Regions from separate parts of the Arachis hypogaea genome. Here region 1 is linked to region 2. Evidence: chromatin contacts called from public Hi-C data. All regions are on one chromosome and are shown on one strand. Each heading gives the region's core, a stretch centred on a gene start, on an enhancer-like site or on the middle of the called end of the contact. The rest is flanking DNA. Distances are from core to core; before and after follow the strand shown.

Region 1 (3,412 bases), core at 413-2,912, 700 kb after region 2:
GTGGGCTCATTAATAATCCTAGCCACATTCAGACCGGCAATAACACCAGCATCCTTGGTGGCCTGCCTCTGAGCATCATTGAAGTAAGCTGTACATTTGAAAAGAAAATGACAAAAATTAGAATAAAGTCAAAAAGCAGGAATCTAACAATCGAGATGGCATGAGAAATCAATCATAATTTGGTGGACTTACCAGGGACAGTGACAACTGCATCATGGATTTTCTTTCCAAGGAATGCTTCAGCTGTTTCCTTCATCTTAGTCAAAATCATGGCACTGATTTCCTCAGGGCTGAACACCTTGGTCTCACCATCTTTAATCTTTACCTGTATGTAAGGTTTCCCATCCTTGTTCACAATCTTATATGGCACAAGCTTCATGTCTCTTTGGACTTCCTTATCTTCAAACCTGTAAATACATACACGTGAGTTATATGTCCAAGAAGTCTGATTAATTAACATAAATTAACAACATGAATATTCCTCAGTCCTCACTTTCTTCCAATAAGCCTCTTGACATCAAAGATGGTCCTTTCGGGGTTGACAGCTGCCTGATTCTTGGCAGCCTCCCCGATCAGTCTCTCGCTGTCGGTGAAAGCAACCCATGATGGGGTGATACGGTTACCCTGGTCATTGGCTATGATCTCAACATGGCCATTCTTATAAACACCAACACAAGAATAAGTTGTTCCAAGATCTATCCCAATAACTGTACCCAACTTGGTTGCTTCCTCTTTTGCAATGGAAATTGCAAACATACATCCTGTGAAATGGAACATTCTCAACGTTAATTGCAACACAAACTCTGATTGCCAAATGAGATGTATAATCAAATCATGTAACGGCATTATACAAAGACATCTTTCTTCTCTTAGAGAATTGAAATCTATGATCTGAAGATATAAGTAACAAACAGATACGTATTATCAATAAGTAATCGAGGAAGAGGAATATTACATAGCTGTTTCTATTTTAATTCATGAAAAATAACAAACTACAGTACACGATCAATTTAAGTTTATGCGTGCAATCTAAACCCTGACAAAAGAAAAAAAAAAAAAAGAAGAGTTTGAAGAATATTTCTTAAGACATTTGTGCTTCGCTTAATAGTAATTTGAATTTCGAGGTGTTCTGTCAGTCACATCAGAATAAGAAGCTACCGCAGTAAGATCCAAACACTATCTACTAAGTGAAAAGAAGTGATCCATGAATATCGTAGATCGAAACAATGCAGGGGAAAGTATGGGAACGGAGAGAGAGAGAGAGAGAGAGAGAGAGAGAGAGAGATCTAATTAGTAATTACCGAGGGAAACGATGGCGAGAACAATGAGAGACCCGCGAGCCCACGAGCCAGTCATGGCGTCACCGTGTTGTAGTTGCGCTCTGTAAACGGTGAAGTGGTTGTTAACGGTGGTGTTGGGTTTTCTGGTGGCCAAGTTGATGGCTGGTTTGTTAGATTGGTTTTCGTTTATTGAATGAAAAATGGTACGCCCCGTTTGCCCTTCGCATTTTATACTGGTCACTCCCGACTACAGCGAGACTTGGAGCATGTCATTCATGCTGACGTGGACCAATTGAAGCTCCTCAATGAATCGTTTTGCCCAATAGTATTCGTCCTTGCGTTTAGGAGTACCTCCAAACACGTCATACCTTGTTAACTCGCTCATACAAAATTTCAAATTATTTTTATTTATAAAAAATCTTTGAGAATTATTTCGTGACTCATTTTTTATTATATGCAAAAGATATTTGTGTTTTGGTGATTGCTTCAATAACATGATAAATTCATACGTATCCATATATTTAAAATATGGACAAGTAATAATAAGTCACGTGAAATTTATTTTTCACATCAATATTTAATTTTATTTTTTTAAATATATATTATATCACCACTTTATTAATATACCCTTTAATTAAATAAAAATAAAAAAATATTTTTTATTTAATTTTATAAAAAATATTAAACATTCTTACTTTATTTTTTTTTTGGTAACTTAAAAGAAAATAAACAAAAACTAAGAAAGAAAAAAAAACAAGAAACTCCTTAAGAAAGGTAGTCCCACTGAATACTACTCTCAAACTCCTTCCAAGGCAATGGAAGCTCCACTTGGGGAGAAATAGTCCTCATTGCAGTCTTTGCCATGATGTCTGCTACTGTATTTGCATCTCTCAAGATCAACCGAAGATCAGCACGCCATTTCCAAGACATGATATCTCGGATTTCTAACACCAAAGGATTAATAAACCCAGAGCAATCTTGTAAATTATTGACAATAGTAAATGCTTCCACACAGTCTGTCTCACATATAATGTCTCTTTGTCCCGAGTCCCATGCTAAAAGAAAGCCTCTCCAAATAGCAAACAACTCTCCTTGCAAAATGCTACGACTCTCAATTGTTCCCAGACAGCCTCGTTGCCACCTTTCCTTCCAATCTCTGCTAACACAAGCAAAACTAACTCGAGCACCACTGCCAGAATAGCTAGCATCACAATTAATCTTAAAGGTACCCACTAAGGGGGGAATCCAAGAGCCACTAATGGTTGAGGGGATAGATAGTCGTTGCAACTCAAAAATATTTTGGAGCTCCTTTTCTAAGGACAAAGCCATACCAATCACCTTGTCTGTGGTCCAATGCTCGTGAGGATGAAAGATCTCGTTATTTCTCGAATACCAAATCCACCAGAGACCAGAAAAGAATCTAAAAGGGCGCTGTTTGCTATTATATAAGAACCAACTCATCAAATCCACTGGTTGATCGGAGATCCCTAAAGCTTGCCAAACAAGTTGGGCTTTTGGACAATCCCGAATACAATGTAAAACCGATTTCTGACCTGAGAAACATCGTGGACAGCTATCCGTGTGCGAAATGCCCCTCCTAAAACGAAATGCAGCAGTAGGAAGAGCCTCCCGAAGACATAGCCAAGCCAAAAATTTGTGCTTTTCTGGAACATGTTGACGCCAAAGCCAAAGCCAATTACCCCTATCCTCCCAACTAAACATCTTCTTACTGAGCCACAAATAACCACTATGAGCATCATAAACCTTTGAGGCCGCACCAGTCCAACACCAACCGACCTCTGAACCAGCTTGAACATCTGGGTTGTAAGAGTTAATGTTGCTCTGCAGAGACTGATTCAGATGAGAATAGATATTCTCAAGGTTCCACTGTCCAGATGACCAAAGGTCCAAGATCCTGAGATCCGAATCAGAAATGTGAACATAATCCATCTCCTGACATAGTCGCCCCTCTCTTCTCCATTTAGAAAACCAAAAGTTCTGTTCCAAATCCCAATGCACCAACTAAAACCTTCCTTCAGGATATCCCAAGCTCGACATATACTCTTCCAAACATAAGATCCCCTTCCTCGAGACCGACTAAAACAATCAGCCTTAGAAGAATGGTATTTCTC
Region 2 (3,092 bases), core at 148-2,647:
ACCTTTTGTTGTTGCGGCTAATAGAGGCTAAATATGAGATGACATCACCGGAAAACCAAGCGTGGATGCTCGACGACACGTTCACTATCCTCCCTTGCACCCCTGTCTTCTCTGCCGTCTCGATCATCGTCTTCAATAAAAGCTTTGTTAACAAAAAATGACCTGCCCATCCATAATTAATATAATTCCAATTCCAATTAATTATACTGTTAGTTAGTTAGTCATTAGTTACCTAGATAATTAGTGGCGAAGGTCATTTCAAGGCCATCCTCCGAGATGGCATGCTCATGTGCAAACTTGCCAGCGTTGTTTCTATTCAAATTAAAATCACGGATGAGAAAGACTCGTTCCTTTTTTTGAGATAAGGAATATAGAGAAAATAAAATGGGGAAGTTTGTCTGCATGTTACAAACATGAGGAGATTGAGGGGCAAACGGAGAGAGTGGAAGTGAGCCACGAAGTTCCTAACAGAAGTGAGAGAACTGAGGTCGAGCGGCATAACCATGACGTCAGCATCTGGAAACTCCGATACTATGCGAGCCTTTGTATCTTCCGCGGCTTTCAGGCTCCGCGCTGGCAGAACCAGCCTCGCTCCTCGTTTCGCCAGAACCCTTGCCGTTTCAGCTCCTATTCCTGACGTGGCACCTAATAATGTATAGAGAGAGAGAGAGCCTAAGCACACATACATGGCTTAAATAAGAATTACATTACATAGAAATATATACCGGTAATAATGGCCGTGAGTGAGCGCAGATCGGAGTTTTCCGTGACTTGTTCGGCGTTGGACTTGGACCCGAACCCGCTTGGACCCGGCGACCCTATCAGGTATTTAACTGTTTCCAGCATCTTAACTTTAACTCTTGTGGTTTGGTTGGTAGATAGAAACTGTTTAATGTCTTCCTTGTTCTTGTAGTGGTGTGTGGTGTGGTGTGGTGAGAGAGAGTGATTAATTAAAGTTGGAATCGGAAAGGTGTATGTCTTTTGAATTGATTTTGCAGATGCTAGTTAGGTAGGCTTCTGTGCATTGATATCTCTCTCTCTCTATTTGTCTAGCGTACATGCAGATAAGAAGAGAGAGCGAAAGAGGAATAGCGAAAGGAGGATAAAAGAGGGAAAGAAGGATAAAAGTGACAAGTGATCAGAGAGAGAGAGAGAGAGAGAGAGAGAAGCATGAATGGTCCTCTCTTGAATTGGATGAGTTAGCTGAATAGTGCTGTCATCAGTGGGGGTGGGGAGTGTGGATTGATTAATATTGTGCATAGAGAAAAGAATCAACAGACGCCTACTAAATAAGCCCATGAAAGCTTACATACACATATATAGGATAGTACTAAGGGGCGTGACAGGCTTCATCACGCCAACTTTGCAACCTTGCATGAGTTTGATTTTTAATCTGTTAATCTTATTTTGCAACTAATAAATTTAGCCTAAAGTCTGCTAAAAGATTTGGCAATTATTATATATATATATATATATACACACACACACAACTATATTACATCTATAAAAAGATTAATTATCAAAATTCATATACATGTACATAATACACATTAAAAATATAATATATATTAAAAATAAATTAAATATATATATATATATATATATATATTTATACACAAATATATAATAATTATTTTTTTATATACACATAATATTTTTTATAATAATATATCAAATGCAAAATCCTCAATAATATCTAAATTTTCAAAATCTTTTAAAATATAAAAATTATTTATAATAAAATATAACAAATTTAAAATACTAAAGTTTCATAATAAACTTTTGATTATACAAAAAATTGTTTATATATTTATTTATATCTTAAATGATTTAGACAAATCTGATAAATTTATTAACAAATTTACGATGTATTTAGTTTGTATTTTTATTTTTTATTTTTATTTTTAATATTTTTTATTTTAAAGATTTTATGAAGAAAAAATAACATAATAAAAATTTATTGCTTTTTTTTTTTCCCACAAATTTTACAAAAAAAAAAAGTTAAAAATTAAAACAAAAAAATTACAAGCTAAACACACCTTAAAAAAAAAAAAAATCTAAATCTAGATGTATTTTGTGACCGACTTTTTTGTTCATTCCTAATTTTTACAGCTCTTTTTCCTGGCTATACTATTACCACATATTAGTATATGAGAAAAGTTTAAGGATCAATAATTTTAATTTATATTGATAATTATTTTTTATCAATAATCTAATATTTTAATTCAATAATTTAATATTATATTTTTAATTGATATTTTTAAATATTAATAATTAATGATCGACAAAAAATATTAAATTATATCAGTCTTATAGCATTACTCTTAATATATATCATTCTATATTTTACTAGATAGAGTCATGCTATACATTTATATAAATTTTCATTCAAGTTCATCCGAGGTGGTCTAACACCAAAAAAATCTAATCTCATTAAATGAGTATATATTACACACGCTCAAACCCCGAAAACGTTTAACATTCATTCGCGCTTCATTATGAAAAAATGTTCATTCTTTAACTTTGAAACCGCTATGGGAGAATTTCGAATCTCTCAAAATCTACTCAAGAATCACGAGAAGATTTCGAAAGAAAGAAGAAAAAATAAACGAAAACAACAATAGAGACTGCGAAAGTTATGATAAAAACTACTGTTCATTTAAAATCTCGCAATCTCGCGTTTCTCCTAGTTGCATTTTAGTTTTACTAGATTGAGTTGCTTCGTTTAGCAGATCGACTTATTCTGAATCAATTTTTTTTGCATAACTAGGGCATATGAATGGAAATGTGTTCTTATTTTCATTCAGTTCAGTGGAGTTGATCATTTTGATTCACTTGATTGTTAGTGAGTTCAATTGAGTCTTTTTTCATGCAGAAATACTTTTGTTGTTGATTGAATGTTTATCACATTTTATTCACAACATGAATGGTGTTCTGTTCAGTGGGCTTGGTGACTTTTATTCACTTGATTGTTAGTGTGTTTAGTTGAGTCCTTTTACATGCAGAAATATTTTTCTTAATAATTGAATATTTATCATGTTTTATTCAGAATATGAATGGTGTTCAGTTCAGTGGAGTTGGTCATTTTCATT

What was found. Hi-C and Micro-C count contacts between places; a contact is called where the count stands out from the background.
Region 1: a contact with region 2 is called in a Hi-C map of leaf, with 6 times the contacts expected there. The contact joins the promoter of LOC112732399 here to the promoter of LOC112732396 in region 2. A contact is called at or near these places in 2 of 8 Hi-C or Micro-C datasets (both in leaf).

The regions. Positions count from the first base shown.
Region 1 is chr13:94,232,523-94,235,934 of arahy.Tifrunner.gnm2.J5K5, forward strand. LOC112732399 (luminal-binding protein 5) reads right to left here and starts at 1,663. Exons shown (of 8, transcript XM_025781110.3): 1 at 1,302-1,663; 2 at 494-761; 3 at 193-407; 4 at 1-88. The coding sequence starts at 1,356.
Region 2 is chr13:93,534,205-93,537,296 of arahy.Tifrunner.gnm2.J5K5, forward strand. It overlaps LOC112732396 (short-chain dehydrogenase TIC 32 A, chloroplastic), which reads right to left and starts at 1,398. Exons shown (of 8, transcript XM_025781109.3): 1 at 726-1,398; 2 at 414-645; 3 at 233-312; 4 at 3-162. The coding sequence starts at 846.